Linked DNA regions of Ctenopharyngodon idella: region 1 is linked to region 2. A link is a contact called in public Hi-C data. All regions are on one chromosome and are shown on one strand. Each heading gives the region's core, a stretch centred on a gene start, on an enhancer-like site or on the middle of the called end of the contact. The rest is flanking DNA. Distances are from core to core; before and after follow the strand shown. Region 1 holds the start of LOC127522129 (ADP-ribosylation factor 4-like). Region 2 holds the start of LOC127522798 (protein ATP6V1FNB).

Evidence for each region. A called contact is a pair of places that touch in the nucleus more often than the background predicts.
Region 1: a contact with region 2 is called in a Hi-C map of muscle, with 2.7 times the contacts expected there. The contact joins the promoter of LOC127522129 here to the promoter of LOC127522798 in region 2. A contact is called at or near these places in 2 of 2 Hi-C or Micro-C datasets (both in muscle).

Annotation. Positions count from the first base shown.
Region 1 is chr11:19,706,889-19,713,164 of HZGC01, reverse strand. LOC127522129 (ADP-ribosylation factor 4-like) reads left to right here and starts at 3,193. Exons shown (of 6, transcript XM_051911741.1): 1 at 3,193-3,440; 2 at 3,611-3,691; 3 at 3,804-3,913; 4 at 4,003-4,074; 5 at 4,160-4,285; 6 at 4,374-4,694. The coding sequence starts at 3,374. The coding sequence ends at 4,460. LOC127522127 (ADP-ribosylation factor 4-like) reads right to left here and starts at 2,510. Exons shown (of 5, transcript XM_051911739.1): 1 at 2,252-2,510; 2 at 1,962-2,042; 3 at 1,751-1,860; 4 at 1,463-1,660; 5 at 546-1,374. The coding sequence starts at 2,318. The coding sequence ends at 1,285. It overlaps dennd6aa (DENN/MADD domain containing 6Aa), which reads right to left. Exons shown (of 19, transcript XM_051911737.1): 19 at 5,766-6,276.
Region 2 is chr11:19,525,210-19,531,775 of HZGC01, reverse strand. LOC127522798 (protein ATP6V1FNB) reads left to right here and starts at 4,587. Exons shown (of 2, transcript XM_051913097.1): 1 at 4,587-5,105; 2 at 5,567-6,066. The coding sequence starts at 4,688. The coding sequence ends at 5,685. LOC127522796 (deoxyribonuclease gamma-like) reads right to left here. Exons shown (of 8, transcript XM_051913094.1): 8 at 5,801-6,231. The coding sequence ends at 6,166. LOC127522284 (filamin-B) reads left to right here. Exons shown (of 44, transcript XM_051912068.1): 44 at 174-1,238. The coding sequence ends at 361.

The DNA of each region.
Region 1 (6,276 bases), core at 1,944-4,443, 180 kb before region 2:
GATCTGTGGGGTATTTTGAGCTGAAACTTCACAGACACATTCTGGAGACACCAGAGACTTATATTATATCTTGTGAAAGGGGCATTATAGGTCCCATTTAACTAAGTAACAAAACATGGCATAAAACCGATAACGAAAAAGATACTATTGTTGCTTTACAATATTTTACCATACAAATAGGCCTTACGTATTGCTGTTAGATAGAGTAGGCCTATATATTATAAATATTGTCTTTTAAAATATAATTTATTATCATGTGTGTTACTTACAGTATTTACTAACATGTATTACTTAGAAAAAAATTTTTTTTTTAAGATGGCATCAGGTTGTGTTTAAAGTTTGGTGCTAATAACTAAAGGTCTGATACCAAATGATGATCTCTGAACTATTGCAGTTGTTACTCCAGGTGACTCACGTGGACTGAACCTCTGTAAAGGTTACTGTATAGTCACTTTAAATAAAAACACTAGCTAAATGACAAATTAATAGTTAGTACATTTAAAAAAAAAAATGAGTTACTGAAAGTGAAAGGAGCATTCAAGACATTTTTTTTTTGTAAATGCATCATTTATTGGAGCCGTTTGCAAGCACAGATTGATATTTTTGGAACAGCAGCTCCGTTTTTAATTGTGCAAAACATGCACTATTTCTAATGCATTTTCTATTCCGTAATATGTATTTATTAAATGAGTGTGAAACATTGTAAATAAATACATCATGTATTGGAGATATTTGAAAGGCACAGATAAATATTACAGGCAGACATCAGGTCGTTCTTTCAAAGTGCAAATACAACAGAACACATACTGAAACATGACAAACTCTTTCAAAGTCAATAGAACAACAATTTAAAAAAAATTATATAACAATTTTTTTCAAAAGTAAGACTAACAATTTAAAATATCAGTTTTAATTTAACATTAATAAATCAAAATGCTTTTGAGATAATAAACAGTTGGAGGCTGTCGTAATATATACAGCATGTATTCAAGTATCAGTCCACAAAAATAAAGTATTAAAGTGACCATGAAATCAAAATGGACAATTCTTGTTGTTTATGGAATATTGCAGTATTTATTATAAATGATTTATCTTAAATTATCCTTTAATCAGAATAACTTCTCCTTCCTCTTGCAGCGACATCTCTTCTCTGATGACGAGTTTACTGGCGCCAGTAATCGAGCCGCGTCCTGTTTGTTCTTGTTCCAGAAGCCGTTTCACTCGGATATACGTCACAATAGGGAAGAAAGACTATTGCAACTTCCGTTTCATGTCGACTTTGCTTTATTGTTGTTTGGACAGTTGATCCGAGAGCCAGTCCAGTCCTTCATATAACCCTGATCCTTGAACCGCACATGTGGGCTGAACGAACCACTGAGAGAGAGACAGAGAAACACATGTGACCTCACACATCTGCAGCTCTATTCCACCACCAACATGAGTCTGTGTGTCACTCACTCACCTGTCTTCCTCTCAGTGCGTGTAAACCCAGTCTCTCTGTCAGCTCGTGGACCGCCATGGCTTTGGGTAAATCCTGCTTGTTAGCGAGAACTAACAGAACAACGTCTCTCATCTCATCCTCCCCCATCATCATATTTAGTTCTTCTGCTGCCATTTCAATCCTGTCATGATCACTGGTGTCCACCACAAAGATCAGACCCTGAATCGTTCAAACGCAATGAATAAAACCACATTTGGGCAAATATAGTGAACTGATTGTACTGCAGACAATTTAAATAAGGATAAAAACCTTGGTGTTCTGATAGTAATGTCTCCAGAGGCCTCTGATGACACTCTGACCACCAACATCCCAAACCGTGAAGGAGATGTTTTTATATTCAACTGTCTCAACATTAAAACCTAGAGAGGAGGATGATGAGCAGTTAGACATGACATATAGATAAATACATTCATGCAGGAATTGATAAATTATGGCTTGATATACGCTTTGAGTTTCTTACCAATAGTTGGAATAGATGAGACAACTTCACCAAGTTTGAGTTTGTAGAGGATTGTTGTTTTCCCTGCTGCATCCAGACCAACTTGGAGAAGAAATATTTACATTTATTTCCACAATGTAAATGAACAAGATTCATATTTTGAATATTTTCTAAAATAGTAAAGTTCACATATTAATTAGTCCCAATTTAGTCGCCATAGTTTGTTCAAAATTTGAATTCGAATCAAATAATATGAGTAAAGATCAGGTTTTTAAAACATTTTAAAGGAAAAAACAACAACATTTACTCACCCATAAGCAACCTCATCTCTTTTTTCTTCAAGAGACGTGAGAAAATGTGAGAGAAGAAGACGCCCATTTTGAAAAGTGCAGATGAAAAAGATGTTTGCTGTATTTAGTGAAAATAAATGTCCAGAGGACGAGGCTCAGATTGTTAGTGTGAGGATGGTGTGAGTGTGTGAGTGTTTATATAGGCTTTTTTGCTTTCGGTTTGACTGACAGCTCAACACCGCCACCCTCATTCAAGTCGCGCGCAGTTTCTCTCGTTGCAAATCCAGCGCGTTCAATATGACGTCACCAACTGTCTCACTTTTCTAAGCAAATCTTACGATTTTTAATTAATTTTATTATATTTATTTTTTTATTTATTATGTTTTTAATTGAATGTTCTTTTATTTGAATTTTCAAAATGCAACCAGTCAAATGTTTGTTTGTTTTTTGGCTTTATAATTATGTCTGCCTTTATATTTTTGTAGTTTGTGATTTGTTAATATTGTTCATTTGATGCCTATTTTGTTTGTATACTTGTCGAGTTAAAAAAAAAATCTTGTTACGATGTAAAGTTTAAAATCTCTTTAGCTGAATAAAGTTTTCAGACGTTCTGTAAATCTGACATTTTTTTTTTTTTTTCCCGGGCTTTGTAAACATAATTTCTGAAGTTTAATTTCCCATTATACTATAGTCAACCTACTGTTGATGAAGGGTTTTGATCCATAAAAACTGTTATTAAATTAAAAATCATTGCTGTTATAAACACGTCACTCTTGTCACTCTTAATTTATTATGATTTTTTATAACCTAAAATACACCTAATAAAATTATATTTTAGCGATTCACTGATACTCTTTGATCACCAAAACTAATAACTGTTGTTTCTGATTATTTTGCACTTTGTTTAGACACGTGATGATGACGTGACGTCATTTCTAACGCGCTGGATTTGCAACGAGAGAAACTGCGCGCGACTTGAATGAGGGTGGCGGTGTTGAGCTGTCAGTCAAACCGAAAGCAAAAAAGCCTATATAAACACTCACACACTCACACCATCCTCACACTAACAATCTGAGCCTCGATCTCTGGATATTTATTTTCACTAAATACAGCAAATAGCTTTCACATCTGCACTTTTTTAAAATGGGCGTCTTCTTCTCTCACATTTTCTCACGTCTCTTTGAGAAAAAAGAGATGAGGTTGCTTATGGGTGAGTACATGTTTTTTTTTTGTTTTTTTTAAGAATCTATTTTTTAACAAATATTTCTCTAGTACATATGAATTGATACATAAAAATGTAATAAAACCTCAGAAAATATTCCAATTATGAATTGTGTGCATGTTAATTGTGGAAATAAATGTAAAAATTTCTTCTCCAAGTTGGTCTGGATGCAGCAGGGAAAACAACAGTCCTCTACAAACTCAAACTTGGTGAAGTTGTCACAACTATTCCAACTCTAGGTAAGAAACTTGGTCAAACAAATGTTTTAATTCTTAAGAAACAAAGATAGTATTATATTACATAAGTACTGAATCACTGTGATTGATAATGACTGGCTCTGATTCTCTCTAGGTTTTAACGTTGAGACAGTTGAATATAAAAACATCTCTTTCACGGTTTGGGATGTCGGGGGTCAGGACATTATCAGACGCCTCTGGAGACATTACTATCAGAACACTAAGGTAATGATGTGTTCAGTTCAAATTCCAAATCTAACCAGCTGTTTTTAATGAAATGCGCTGAACAAAGTGTGTGTGTTTGTATGATTCAGGGTCTGATCTTTGTGGTGGACAGCAGTGATCAGGACAGGATTGAAACGGCAGCAGAGGAGCTGAAAATGATGGTAAGTCATCTAAGTTCACTATAATCAAGTCTACATGTAATATTGTGTTCGTGCATCATGTCTAAATCCACTCGAACCTTTTCAGCTGGCGGAGGATGAGATGAGAGACGTTGTTCTGTTAGTTCTCGCTAACAAGCAGGATTTACCCAAAGCCATGGCGGTCCACGAGCTGACAGAGAGACTGGGTTTACACGCACTGAGAGGAAGACAGGTGAGTGAGTGACACACAGACTCATGTTGGTGGTGGAATAGAGCTGCAGATGTGTGAGGTCACATGTGTTTCTCTGTCTCTCTCTCAGTGGTTCGTTCAGCCCACATGTGCGGTTCAAGGGTCAGGGTTATATGAAGGACTGGATTGGCTCTCGGATCAACTGTCCAAACGATAAAACACTACAGAAGAAAATACACTAAATCACAACTGAATGTATATATTATGTCTCCAGATTTTTTATTTTTATTATGAGATATTCATGGATTATTATTATTCATCTTTATATGTAATTCACTGTATATTTAATTTACTACTATAAAGACATTTTTTAATTATTTCTGTACATGTCTGCCTACAAAATGTGCCTTTCAAATATCTTCAATAAACAATGTATTTATTTACAAAATGATTTGATTATTAATTGTTTTTTTTTTATTTAAAGGCACAATATGTAAGATTTTTGGATTAAAATATCCAAAAACCACTAGCACAGCGTTATATATTTTGTTGACTTGTGTACTTACATTATCCCAAATGTTTCCAAGAATGTTTAAATCCAAAGAAATAAGCAATTTTAACAGGGTCCATGCGTCGCCTATCAGTGACATCATACCTGCGATGTTTTATTTTGTAGAAACCATGGAAACACCAGACGCTTTAATATATTACATGTTTTATTAGACAGGTGAGCAACTGTCTGGATACATTCATGGACAGAAAACTAATCATTGTTATCTAGCTCAACACAGTAAGTCTTACTGTTTAAATCTCGTTTTCTTGATTTACCATGTTTTACCATGCCTAATATCAATCTAGCTTACTGCAGTGTGCAACAAGTGTCTCATAGTAGCCGCTGAGCGAACGCAGAGTAGCGTTATAACAACTTTCAACACACAAATGTATCTAATATGACAAAACAGCGCTGTTTTACCCCACATACGCTTGACCGGAAGCTCTCGTCTGTGGCATAATAAAAGTCCCGCTGCTCTCGAGCTGTGTGCGCTCATCTCTCATTAGCAAATCGCACCAGCAGACTCATTCCGCTCCAACGGCTTTCAACCACACCCTGCTTCATACTACAGTAATGTTAATACATCTATAATACATTACCTCATCCATGAATATGATTTCTGCCCGAGTCTCGTCAGATTTTCCGCCGGCTGTAGACCTGAAGACAACAACTCCCATGCTTCCGCAAATTCAAGTTGTCATCAAGCTATGCCTTTGTTTTGAATAAGCGATCTCTAGCGGCAGAGTATTACATATTGTGCCTTTAAAATAAACCAATCTACAATAGGTTTACTGTAGTAACAATGGCCACAGTACCGTTTTTTTTCTCTTAAACCAAACATTCATTACACAAATAATAATCAAATAAGACCAAAATAACTTTACATATTTCTATATTAGCATACTGGCACTAAAATATACTAGAGTCGCACCGATACTAGAATCAAAAGAAACAGATTTATACTCAACACAGATTCATTATTGACATTTATTTACACCTGGAAAAAATATACTTGTTCTTCATTAAGGAGTAACAGAACAATGAAATACTTTCTAGGGAAAAGCTATTGTCGGTTACAGAAAAAAAAATAAAATTAGTGGTTAAGGGTTTGATAGAAAAATATTGTTTATGCTGAAACAGACTGTGGTTCGATGTACATGGTTTACAAAAACCGTAATTTTCCATTTATATCATTCTATAATAATCACCACAGCAACAAATAAAACATCCTGTACAATAACTACCAATATAAATGAGCAGATCAAAAATACAGATGTTAGAAAATATCCATCAGTATAACAAACAGGCGTCGTGTCAAAAGCAGTTCGTTATTTGTATTAGAATATCAGAATATACCTCTTTAAAATTCAAGCATGTTAAAATAGGTTTGTTCTTCAAATATAAAACATGAATGGTTGCCCAACAACCAGTTTTCACAGGCCTACTGTCACACAGGCCCAGATTCATGTGCAGGAATTAG
Region 2 (6,566 bases), core at 3,338-5,837:
GCATTGTATATACATAATAAATATATTGCAATAATAATTATTATTATTACTATTTTGTCTGTGTGTGTCTGTGTATGTGTCTGTGTGTGTGTTAATCCCTCTAATAGTTTTACATTTAGTTGCCTGTACTTTTATGTGCTGAACAACCTTGTATCTGTGTCTTTGTTTCCCAGGGAAGAACATGCTCCTGGTCGGTGTTCATGGTCCTCTGACGCCCTGCGAGGAGATCTTGGTAAAACACATGGGAAACATGCAGTACAATGTCAGCTACATCTTAAAGGAGCGGGGCAACTACGTCCTGGCAGTTAAATGGGGAGACGAACACATCCCAGGCTCACCCTTCCAAGTCACTGTCCCATAATTCCCTGCGGTTAACCCAAAACACTCCTGAGAGAGAGAAAGACACTGTAAAAAAATAAAAATAAAAAGAAGGCATCAGCGAGTGAATCATTCAGACCTTCTTCATTTTGTTGAACTTTGCACTTGATCAGGTTTTCGACTGGAATGTGACGCATTATGACGGTAACGTTGACGGCATGTTGTTATGATGCACGAATTGTACATTTCCCCTGTTTGTCAATTTAGTTCAGCATAGCAAGTTTAAGGTTGAGTGTTGAAAAGATAAAATGATCGTGTATGAACAAACTGATCAGGGTTTCACACCCAAACATCTCTTTACTACTGATATTGACTCTAATTGTTCGTCTCTTTCTAACATACTGTCACTTTTAATTCACATATTATAACATTTCCATGTCTGTGTTCGATTCTCACTGCATAAACTGAGCTGTGACGTTTATTTACTCACAAATCAAAACACTTGGACTTCAAATCAAGCACTTCTGTACTCATCTCAACGGTTTCACCACTACATATTGAATAGTTTAGAGACAAAGGGGAAATAAATAAAACAATTACTATATATCAAGATTTTAGACTTGCAAAGCCCTCAAGATCCAGTATTTTCAGTTAATCAGATTTTCTGGCTTTTTGAAGACTCTAATATGAACATGTCACAGTAATAGATTTATGCAGATCTCTTTTACATTCTTCAGATCTTTGTTTGTCTTAATTCTACTAGTTTTGATACTCCAGTGGTGAAGTATTTTGTAAGTGTTTTAAGGGCAAGGGGCGTATTTTGTATTTAGCCATTAGTGCCTTATTGTGAAACACGTGAGTAGATTTGATGTACATTTGCTTATTAAAACTGACTGGAATAAAGAATTCAGAATCTACAATGTCTTGTTAATTATCTTCAGCATTTTCTTCAGCATTGTTTACATGAGTGAGTAAATGATCAAATGCTTTTTTCTTTTCCTTTTTTTGGGTGAACTGTTCCTTTAACTGTGTTGTTTAGACTCCCACTAACAGGAAGTGAAGAGGCCACCTTGATCCATAGAAATGACCCTGAATACAGTACAGCAAATGTATTATCAAACGAACATGCATATTTATAGTTCCAAAGGTCATGCACATTATTCATGATTTCCTTATGCTTTTTTTTTAGGCAGGATTATAAGCGCTAATCCTGCCTAAAAAAAGCATTAGGAAATCATGAATAATGTGCATGACCTTTGGAACTATAAATATGCATGTATGTTATGTCTTGGAAATTTGAGTGTAACTTGAATTAAAAGCCTTTATTTGAATTTAAATTAGTCTACATGGGAGAAAGTGCTTTGTGTCTGTTTGCAGTGGGTTTGAATTTGTAATATTGTAGATGAGGCCTGTAAAGTCCAGAAACATTCTGCTGCCACCTTCAGGACAGGTCTAAGCATTACAACACTTGATTAAAAGGTTCAGGCAAAATTACAATTACCATTATTTACTCACCCTCAAGTTTCAAACCTGTATTTCCTGCTAATTAAAATAAATAATGAATAACATTCAGCCAGTGTTGTTATTGTTAACTAAAACTATTAAAAATAAATGTAGGAAATGAAGCTGAAATAAAGTATCAAATATTAGATGAATAACTGAAATTTAGAACTAAAAGTACCTAAACTAAAACCAAAGCTATGTACAAATAAAAAATAAAGACTGACAAAAGTATATACAATTATTAAAATTTATATAATAGGCTATATTCATGTAATATATTAACCACAGTCTCTAGAGTGCCTCTTGAGATCAGGGGGAGTGAGGTTTACATGCACAGATCTTACAGGCCTACATCTGTTACACTCACCCCTTAAACCTCACTCTCATCCGGGTCACGGCACCAATGTAACCCTTCACCTCAGGTCCCACTTACCTCGCTTTGGGCAGGCCTCAAACTCGGTTCTCCAGCGTGGGAATGAGACGCTTTAACAAGGAGTCTAAAGACGGCTGCCACTAGCATGTGTGAGGTTTACACACACAGCTCTTACTGGCCTATGTCTGTTACATAAGTAATATTAAAATAAGATAGAAACCAGAGCACAAAAGCTACAACAGACTTCAGCCACAGCCTTAGATGAAATCAACTGAAGATAAAAGACATTTAATCTCTCCAGATCTCAGCAGAGGAGGATTAAACAACTCCACAAACATCATTACAGCTTCACATATTGCTAACCAGATTGACTTTATGTCATTCATCTACGTAAGTTCTTGAAAGCTAACACTCATTTGAAGTCACCATAATGGTGATTGGTGTTTCCATTAGTTGGTTTCTTAACTCTTATAAGATAAAAACCATGAGCAGAAAACTATAAACTACAATGAACAAACACAGATATGAGCAATCAGTGTATGAATCTCAACAATGGTGACAACAAAATAGTTAGAATTAAAGAAAATAATAGGACAATTCAGCTGCATAATTTATTCATGCTGTGATGCATGCTGGGAGTTTTGTACTATTGTTCCCAGCATGCATTGCGGGATGACACTTTTGTGAATCTCAACAATGGTGACAATCAAAAGTGTCATGCTGCAATGCATGCTGGGAACAATAGTACAAAATACTCAGCATGCATCACAGCATGAATAAATTATGCTATTATTTTCTTTAATTCCAACTATTTGCTTTCATTTTTGCAGTGGTTTTTTTATTAGCTTTTTGTGATGTCCAGAGTTGATCTGATTGTCTGAATATTTTGTTGTCACCATTGTTGAGATTCATATGCTTATTGCTGATAGTTTTCTGCTCCTTTTTTGTTTTTTTTTAATATTCTATCTTTTAGCTGATTTCTGCAATACAGTATGATCTCGTGTTGTAATCTCGTGTCGTTCTTTATTATCTGTGTCTTGAATGGGTGGTTCACGCTTTTAAACAGCGGAATATGAACAAAGCCCATAATTATTTATTAAAGAAAATAAATAAATACGCGTATAGGTAGTTAACATATATGCTCTTACGGCATTAATGCACTTTAGCTATGTTCGTTATTCGTTCTAATGTGTCAGGGGAATGTTCTTAAAACATTAATCAAATTAATATCATACCTTCCGTTCTCTTCTTTTTAAAAAACGTCAAAAGATGCGTTTGAACCGTTCTCCTGATCCTTTTGAACAAGCGCGAAAAATGAGGAAAGCTCAGTGCTCCGGCGTGACTGTGCGCGCGCTTTACAATACTGAGTTCTGATTGGTCAATCGCTGTTATTTATAGTTTGTTAATTATCATACGGAGAATTTTAAAATGTCATTTACATGATAAGATTTCCACTGTTAATAACCACTGTTAAGAAAATAAATAAATACGCGTATATGTAGTTAACATATATGCTCTTACGGCATTAATGCACTTTAACTATGTTCGTTATTCGTTCTAATGTGTCAGGGGAATGTTCTTAAAACATTAATCAAATTAATATCATACCTTCCGTTCTCTTCTTTTTAAAAAACGTCCAAAGATGCGTTTGAACCGTTCTCCTGATCCTTTTGAACAAGCGCGAAAAATGAGGAAAGCTCAGTGCTCCGGCGTGACCGTGCGCGCGCTTTACAATACTGTGTTCTGATTGGTCAATCGCTGTTATTTATAGTTTGTTAATTATCATACGGAGAATTTTAAAATGCCATTTACATGATAAGATTTCCACTGTTAATAACCACTGTTAAGAAAATAAATAAATACGCGTATATGTAGTTAGCTCTTACGGCATTAATGCACTTTAGCTATGTTCGTTATTCGTTCTAATGTGTCAGGGGAATGTTCTTAAAACATTAATCAAATTAATATCATACCTTCCGTTCTCTTCTTTTTAAAAAACGTCCAAAGATGCGTTTGAACCGTTCTCCTGATCCTTTTGAACAAGCGCGAAAAACGACGAAAGCTCAGAGCTCCGGCGTGACTGTGCGCGCGCGTTACAATACTGAGTTCTGATTGGTCAATCGCTGTTATTTATAGTTTGTTAATTATCATACGGAGAATTTTAAAATGTCATTTACATGATACGACTTCCACTGTTAATCTAAAGGGGATGGTAAGGGGGGATGGTGGCTTTACAGCAGAGGGGATCCTTTTTGTCATTTTTTTGTATTTCTTCTCTTTGAGACCCTATCGTTTTTCTTGTCTTCTTTCTCTGCAGTGAGTCTCTTTTGTTCTTCTGTCAGCACATTTAGTGTGTGTTTGTTTAAATGGCCTCTCGTCTCTCCCGCTGCTGAGTGATCTTCCCTCTGATTGGTCGGCTCTTCACCTCTTAGGTTTCTGTGGCCTCACTGTCCCGTTAATCAGTAAGAGGCGCGGTCAGAGCTCACAGGAGACATGAGGAACCTGCTGACCACCCAGGACCAGAACTTCTACCGTGAGCTGATCCTGAAGGAGGCTTACACGCGGCTGGCGTGGAAGATGAAATACAGCAAAGAATACCCGACAACATTCACGTCTCGTAGGTCCAAGTCCATCGGGCTTTTTAACCCTCCATCTGCCACTAAACTCACGCTGCCCCCTGTGGTCCACACGCAGGAGAAGCAGCGCGAGGCGCCCGCGATAGTGCGGCGGTCCCTGAGTGAAGCACCTCTGATGAGGCCCGTGAGCCCGCAGACTAAAGCGGCTCTTTATCAGGGATTCTCCCACGAAGGCAAAGGACGACATCTGTACCTGAGGAAACGAGCCCAAAAAGGCCCCGAAGAAAAGTTTGATTACCCCATTCTCTCGTCCTGGGATTATGGATGGAGACTAGGTGAGGAAAGTGGGAATTTATAACTTTTGTAACATGATCCTTTAGAAATCATTCTAATTTGCTACTGATTATTATCAGTAGCAAAGTAGCGACTTTTTTTGAGAGGATTCTTTGATGAATAGTAAGTATTAATGTATCGCCCGCTCTAAGTGGGACTCGAACCCCGGTCCGCTGGCATGGGAGTCGGGTGCTCTAACAAGGACGCTAAAACCCTCAATTGCTAGCATCCGTGGCTAGCCTACATCTGTTACACATTCTTGCTGAATAAAAGCGTTAATTTCTTTTTAAAAAATCTTACTGACCCCAAACTGTTGAATAGTAGTGTATATAAAAACAAATACAGTTAGCAGTATTAGTAAAATGGTTGATGCTGAACGTTCAGTGTTTAATAGCAAAATATTAGCTTAATAATAATGGCTACATGTCATTCTGAAAATCTTCCACTGACATTGTTTCCTCAGGTGACTATGAGATTGACTGCAAGACTCCAGCCAGCGGGAGATCTGGGATCGTACGGAACACTTTCTACGCCAGGAATGGCATTTTTAATATTCCCACAGCAACCGATCAGCTCGGATGAAACTGCACCTTAAATTTAAAATACTCTGAATCATTTTCTGAAGTAAATCTTCTGTTTACTGTAAATTAAATAAATCATATATTTTCTGTCTAAGCATATATGCCAGGATTTGAAATCATTTGATAGAACTTTATTGTAGAAGTTACATGTAAATGTCAATAAAGCACTTTTACAGATGTATAGAGTTAATTAATGGAGAAATGTAGATGGGTTAAATGGATAACAGCCTTGCAAACGAACTCTACTGTCTCATAGCAACCGGTAAACCAACACTGCAGACCGCTGGTTCATAATTAACAAGCACTGGAAACTTTTCTTCTTTCAGTGAAGCATTTCTGTTCTTCTCTACACAAATACTCTAAATAAAGCACTGAATGCTCACTTTCTGAATCTCTGATTATGTTATAACCACTTCATTTTATAACAATCTGTTCTTCGTTCTCATCAGACGAGCGGTAGAAGTGTAAATGGAGAATGTTGTTATCCTCTCCTCTGCGCTTGATTTACAGTGATGCAGAGCGGGAAATGATCACTCACTGCCAGAGCCTGTGGAACAGAGAGACAGCTGTTAGTGTTTACTTTCCTGTAAGGGAGACTGGGGCTAGATGTCACACATTTTACTTTATATTTGTCAAGAGTGTTTATTTTTGAAAGTCAGTTTATTTATAGACATTGTCATAACATTGTGTAACAATGTGACAACTAGCCCCCAGTCTCTCTTAATCTCAATATTCTTGCTGTTTATTGGTTTGCTTAATCCATTGTTTTTCTTCTAGGAAACATAATACTTCAGTGACATTGTTATTTAAAGGTACACTACGCAACTTTTTTTTTAGTTCAAAATGAACATAACGGGTCAATACATCATTCCTTTCAAAACA